Regions from separate parts of the Mus musculus genome. Here region 1 is linked to region 2. The links are chromatin contacts, called in public promoter capture Hi-C maps. All regions are on one chromosome and are shown on one strand. The core of a region is the stretch at or near the end of the contact, and the rest is flanking DNA. Distances in the headings are between cores, read along the strand shown. Region 1 holds the start of Adck2 (aarF domain containing kinase 2). Region 2 overlaps Hipk2 (homeodomain interacting protein kinase 2).

Region 1 (3,633 bases), core at 751-3,250, 710 kb after region 2:
TTATTGGCTTGCCTCCCCTGGCTTGCTCAGCCTGCTCTCTTATAAAACCCAAGACTACCAGCCCAGAGATGGTCCCACCCACAAGGGGCCTTTCCCCCTTGATCACTAATTGAGAAAATGCCTTACAGTTTGATCTCATGGAGGCATTTCCTCAACTGAAGCTCCTTTCTCTGTGATAACTCCAGCTGTGTCAAGTTGACACAAAACTAGCCAGTACACTGCCATGGCTTAAAATGATGGACTCAGAACAATTCAAGTCTTCTGTGAACAACTTTGGGGCAGAACAGGCAAGTGAGTCAGGAGAAAGGGGATACTTTGTAATTAGTGCCTGCCCACATTTCTTTTTCTTTTCTAAAAATTCTTATTAGGTAGATTTATTTATTTTATATTATGTGTGAGTGTTATACATGTATATGGGTCTGAGCACAGACCCCCCTGGAACTTGTTCATTAGGAATGGCTGTAAACCCCATGCGGGTGCTAAGAATGGAACCCAGAGCCTTTGCAAGAACAACTAGTGCTCTTAACCACTGAGCCATCGCTCTCCAAGCCCTATTTTGCTTTTTTGAAACAGGGTCTCACTATGTAGTCCCTGTTGGCCTGGAGCTTGCTATACAAAGCAGACTGACCTCCAACTCACAGATTTTGCCCACCCCTTCCTTCCCTTCCCTCCTTCCCTCCTTCCTTACCTCCCCCTTCCTTCCTTCCTTCCTTCCTTCCTTCCTTCCTTCCTTCCTTCCTTCCTTCTTTCCTTCCTTCCTTCTTTCCTACTGGAATTGAAAGTGAGGGCACCGTGCCTGACACCTGACCACATTTCAAAGCAGTGTAAGGCATCATGTCTGCCTTGGGAAACCCAAAGGGTGTACCCCATCTTTTAGAGTTAGGAACTGGACTGTTATTGACCATACAGGAAGAGCCATTGGCCACTCCACTATTCCTGACTGTTAGTGGCCCTGATCTTACCTTTGGAGAAATTACTATATCTTCTGAGCCTTCTGGATGGCCAGGGGGTGTGTGTCTTGAGGTTGAATGACATGTCCAGTGATAGGAACCCTGGCCTTGTCCTTGTTTCTCTTTTTCTATAATCCTTTTCACCTGGGATGTCTTTAAATCTACCCTTGGTCAGACTTTTGTGCAAATTTCTTTCCACACAGGGACAAAAGCTGTTGATAGGTAGTAGGGACTGTGGTGCCCCAGGGCAGGCAGCTTTTTAAGTTCCAGAGCGCTGAGAAGAAATTGCAAGCCCTTTCCCTGGCTATGTAGGCTCAGTTCCCATGCTCTATCACCTACACACACACACACACACACACACACACACACACACCCCTCAGAACATCAAAAGTCTTTCCTACTTTGGAACTTTTATTTGGCTCCTCTCCCAACACCCTTTTTTTCTTCTCCAAAGTAGCCCAGCCTATGATTCAACCAGCTCCTCACTGCTTCTGTGGCCCTTGCTACATTTTTATTTCTATGACATTTATTTTGTATGTGGGGGACACGACTTAAAAGGAATTGGTGACATCCTTCCTTCATGTAGGTTCCACGGATCGAACTCATTTATTTCGTTGGGCTTGACATAAAATAATATCGTTACCTATCTAGTTTAGTATATATTCTTGTGACTCAACAAATATTAAATTAAATTCAAGAAAGACCTGATTTGGCTCAATAAGTCTTAGTTAAGTGTATAAGCCATTCCCTAAGGTCTAAACACCGCCGCTAAGTCAGCGTAGCCTGAGACTCAAGAACTCAGCAGCTGAAAAATCTGTCCTTCCTTTGGACCCACTTGTAATATTCAGTGTAGTTTAATATTTCTAGGATTTAAGCTACGAGGCTGTGAAGAGGAAAGGCAGACGCGGAAAAGAGGGCTACAGAGCTCGCGTCTGCGTTTTTTCTCTAAATCATCACAGGAACTCGATGTGCCCAGGCGCTTTTGCCCTAGTTCGCGCCGTGGCCCCTTTAAGGAGCATGTCGTGGGCAGAGAGGGCGGAACCAGGTACCGGAAGCTGGGAGCAGCGCTGGCCCGGACGCTTAGTGCTCTCTCTCTCTGCCTGGTTGTCACTGCCCGCTCTGTGCAGGTCCCGAGCCATCGGCTCGGCATCTCCGCCGCCCCCCGGGAGCCTGGCCCGTGAGCCCGCCGGAGCGCGCCTCTCAGGTCTTCCCGCGGCCCTCTGAGGCTTCGTCGTTCTCTCTAGGCCGCGGGTCCGCATCTCCGTCCCTGGCGCTCGGCGACTCCCTGCACTCTGAGCTCTGGCGCTGGACAGCTTGTCACCCGTGGTCCCCGGCTCAGGTCCCCGTTATCCCTCCCCTCCTGGGCTGCGCTAGGGGGCGCGGTCCGACTCATCCCCGCTTCGGCACGGAGCGTCTCCACAATGGCTTCCCTTTAGGTAGAGAACAAGCAGTCTAGGCCAAGGGGTCTAGAGAGGATGGTGACCCCCTGGCGTTTGTCTGTCAGGGTCTGCTTGTCACACTTAAGATGCTTTGAGTTCAGAAAGGAACTTGGGCATTCCAGACCCCTGGGATGCTCTCGCAATGCCAGACTATGTTGGTTTCTGCTAGGTACTTTGCCCAAATTAATCTCAGCCCATGGCAGTGTTGGAGAGGGGGCGCCTGGCAGCTTGTGCCAGAGAAAGACTCACTGGAGTGACCTGGCGGAAAATGGACTAGTGGAGAAGGTGGCCCAAGAAGGGCCTCTGGCCCGCGTCTTACTGTGTCTCCGCCTAGGGCTCCGCGCTGGTGTGCTCTTGGCGAAATTCTTCCCCCTCCTCTTCTTGTACCCTCTCACCTACTTGGCCCCTGGCCTCTCCACCCTCTGGCTCCATCTGCTTTTCAAAGCTACAGAGACCTCAGGCCCAACATATATCAAATTGGGCCAATGGGCCAGCACCCGGCGCGACCTCTTTTCAGAGGCTTTCTGTACCCAGTTCTCCAAGCTGCATGTCCAGGTGACCCCCCACCCTTGGGCAAGGACGGAATACTTACTCCAGCAGGCATTTGGGGAGGATTGGGGCAGCCTCCTCTTTTTCGAGACCCGGGAACCTGTAGGTTCAGGTTGTGTGGCCCAAGTGTACAAAGCGTTCGCTAGTATTTCCTTGTTGGAGGAAGACAGGATCTGGAGACTTGGGGAGCTCTCTGCCCCAGGAACCAGGGCCGTGGTGATGCAGAGAGAGCCCTTTATGAAAGACCGGAAGCCTTCAGAAAACCTTGCCGACGAAGCATTTCTAGAAAAACTGCTTCTTCCTAAAGCTGACCTTGGTGGGTCAGAAGTGGGTGTGTCTCAGGCTCCCTGGCATCTGCCTAAGTCAGATCACCTCATCCCAGTGGCAGTGAAAGTAAGTGCTCTCAGACCTTGCCTAGCACTTTAATCAAGTACCTACCCACTGAGCTGTCTGCCCCAGATCCGAAAGAGACCCTCGTGAGGGGCACATTGCTTTCTGTTCTAAGACTGAGTATTCCTTCTCCAAAAATGCTTGGGAATGGGAGCGTTTTGGATTTCATACGGTTCTGGATTGTAGAGCATTTGTATATCTTGGATGAGATAGCCTGGGATAGGACCCAAGTCTAAACACGAAACGTGAAATTCATTTATGTCTCACACACACACTCCACAACTTAGACATGTAGACTATAGGTC
Region 2 (3,422 bases), core at 614-3,113:
CCAAGTGAACCAACATATAAACGGAAAAAATTAGATTTCAATAATATCCAAAAGGAAATTAAAACAAGACACAAAAAAGGTCTAATACTGAATCAAAATACCAAAGCTAATTTTAAGGAGATATATTTTATTACATTAAAGAGATGGGCTAAACATCATGACTAACTAGAAAAGGATTTTTTACAACTCACTTCAAATACAGTGTATAAAGAACTATTAGGAATAAGGAAGAAAAGATAAACAAAATATTGAGAAAATGTGTGAAGTTCAGAATACAGTTTACATAAAACAAATATAAAATGCTAGTTAAATATATGAAAACATAATCTTATTTATTTATGATAAAAGAAATAATTATAAAACTAAATTGAAATGTTAAGTGTCACTACCAACAAAGCTCCAAAAGTTTAACCTCAGATAGCATGGGTGACATCTCAGGAAAATAAGTATCTCAATGTATTGCTGTGAATGTGGAGTGTGGTACAACCACAGCCTTGCCAATTGTGGGTCTGGTGCATTCCAGTCAACCTGAACCTAACAAAACCTTAGGCATAGGAAACTAGAGACTAAAGAAATACGCTCATCCTCTCTACAGAAACCTCAGCCGACTCACGTGGCAGGTTTAAGAGTCTATCCAGCAACTGCACAGGGCTAACGGACTACAAGGAAGTTCACAACTAGGTAGGTACAGGACAGCAGCCTGCAGTGAATGCTGACTTCAGTGTATCAGATTCAAAAGACATTTCAATTATGGAAATACAGTATGAACAAATTATTAAATAAGCTTTGCTGAAATATAAAATTAGCAAGAAAAAAGATTATAAAATGACTAACATTATGTCATTTAAATTTTTTCATATTCCTATTTATAGAGAAAGACCTGAAAAGTCTGGCTATGGTAATATCTAATAAGAGTGATATTTTAAAAGCATGAGGAAACCTGTAGCAGCAGCAGGAACATGCGTTGTACACCTATTGCTTATTTCTAATGTTCTATACTGCAGTGTTTCAAAGGCGTTAAATAAAGCTTCAAGATTCCCATTAACCTATAAAAGCCCATCTGAAATATTATCTTCCTGGTAGCATGCAGGATTCTTGGAATAACAGAATAATCTCCACATTGGAGCACCATTGCTTAGATCATTCTCTGGCAAATCAAAGATTTTTTTTTTCCTAGATGGTAGGATTTCAATAAAAATAAAGCACCTACCAGTTGAGGTCTAAGAGGGATAAAAGTGGAGCAGAGTGGATTTTCACAGGGCCAGCTGAAATGCCTCCACAAGCAATAATACTTCACTTCCACCTCCCCACCTGAAAACCTCACCAATGAAGTCCAAAAGGCTCAGGGGAAATGGAAACTAACAAACTTCCCATAGCACTCCTGTCTAGGAGAGAGCTGACTTACCAAGACAGGCCTGATGACAGAGCATCTGCCTCAGAATTGCCCTCTGACAATAAAGGCACAACTTCACAACCATGGACACCGTAATTTTTGTTTGGAATCAGCACTGCATTTTTCTACTGCAGCAACATATAAAATGTGTGTGAACACACCTTATAGTGTGATTGTCTACTGACTTAGCATCTCTGTAGTGCATAACTATAATATGGTGGACACCACAGAGACTGTCACAACACACTCCTCTCCTATTGGAGTCTGCAGCCTCATGGAAGAAGAAAGTGGAAAACAAGGTCACCCAAACCAATGATACCTGAAAAGGTTACATTATGAATGAAAAACAAATGAACAAAAAACAAAACAGGGTGTTCTGATGTTGGAAATCAGCATGTGATTGACAGTGAGGGCTAGGGAATGTCAGGGGCAGGGAGTAACATTTGGACTCTGACTGAAGAGTGAGTAGGAGCTTGCCAGGTACTCCATGCAGAGAGACTGTACATAATGGCATGGAGCAGCAAACCCCGAAACAGGACAGCCACAGAACTGAAAGAGTCAAAATAATGGCATCAAAGGAGACTGGAGAAATAAGCAGGGAGCGCTGTGACCTCTGCTATTCTACAGAACTGTACTGAAAGTGGATGGGAAGCACTTGCATATCTGAAGTGGCAGAGTGACAGATCTAACATTCACTTAATATCATTGTGGTACATTGGGACATGCTGGAGAGACTCAAGATTGAGCATGAGAGATGGCGTGGTGGCACATGCCTTTAATCCCAGCACTTGGGAGACAGGGCAGGCAGATACTTGTGAGTTCGAGGCCAACCTGGTCTACATCACAAGACTGTTGAAATGGACTATGTTGAAATACTTGTCTCAAAATAAACAAAACAAACTTTAAAAGAAAAGGGGGAGAAGGAAGAGGAGGAAGAGGAGAAGGAGGAGGAAGAGGAAGAGGAGGAAGAAGAGAAGGAGAGCCATGAGTAGCCAATTTAGGAAGCTAGATCATGCGGCTGGGAGACAACTGTAAAAGGCTAGAGGCACAATCACGAGGACCTGAGTTCATCCCAGCATCCAAAATGGGTGCAGTAATGCATACCCATGATGACCCCTCTGCTGGGGAAGCTGAAATAGGCAGGTTCTAGGAATTACTGGCTAGCCAGTCCAGCCAAATCAGTGAGTTCTGTGAAAGACTGTCTCAAGAAAACAGAACGATTACACAGACACCTGACATCAACCTCTAACATTCACCACAGGCACATGCATGCATGTACACACACACACACACACACACACACACACACACACACCAAATCAGTCAAAATAACAGAGTATTTAATAACAGAGTAGGTTAATGGTGCCCAATTCAGCTCAAAGTATACTTTTGCAAATAAAATATAGCCCACCTTTCTGTTGCTTCCACATGGCAACTACAGTACGCGCAGTGTTGCCCAAAGTCCAAGAGATATATTATCTGGACCTTTATTGAGAAAGTTTGCCAGTCCCAGGGTAGGTATGACAGTAGGAACAATTGGGTTCACAAGTCACAGTCCACCTTCCTTACTCAGGATTCTGTGCTGTAAATTCATCTGTTCACTAAAACTGGTTTGCAATTCCAAAATCAATACTCAGGGCACTTTCTCTCATTCCTATGCAATAGCAGAATAGCTGGGAGGCCATGCTGCCCTCATGTGTGCCTAGCTGAAACCCAGCAAAGTGATGCTCTGACTTCTTATTTCAGCTCTTACATAGGGAACAACTGCCCTATATACCATATATGGTACTTTTTTTTTTTTTTTGGTCTTTTTGTGGTTTTTTTTATTTGTTGATTTTGCTGTTTAAAAATGCTAAAGATTTTTGTTTTTGTTTTTGTTTTTGTTTTTTGGGGTTTTTTTTTTTTTTTTTTTTTGGTTTTTTAGAGACAGGGTTTCTCTGTGTAGATCTTGGCTCTCCTGGATCTCACTCTGTAGACCAGGCTGGCCTCAAACTCAGAGATCCGCCTGCCTCTGCCTCCCGAGTGCTGG

The links. Promoter capture Hi-C pulls out the DNA fragments that hold promoters and counts their contacts.
Region 1: a contact with region 2 is called in a promoter capture Hi-C map of liver, with 2.2 times the contacts expected there. The contact joins the promoter of Adck2 here to the enhancer-like site in region 2. A contact is called at or near these places in 4 of 39 promoter capture datasets (3T3-L1-derived adipocytes, hippocampal neurons, liver and 1 more).

What each region holds. Positions count from the first base shown.
Region 1 is chr6:39,571,876-39,575,508 of GRCm38.p6, forward strand. It overlaps Adck2 (aarF domain containing kinase 2), which reads left to right and starts at 2,001. Exons shown (of 8, transcript NM_178873.3): 1 at 2,001-3,331. The coding sequence starts at 2,426.
Region 2 is chr6:38,858,663-38,862,084 of GRCm38.p6, forward strand. All of the region lies in intron 1 of Hipk2 (homeodomain interacting protein kinase 2), which reads right to left. Among named protein-coding and RNA genes, the nearest start is that of Hipk2, 16 kb to the right of the region's middle. Within about 2 kb of position 1,864, at least 2 of the 459 cell types and tissues checked have an H3K27ac peak or open chromatin away from gene starts, as enhancers often do. A contact at or near this core is called in liver, where this site is marked.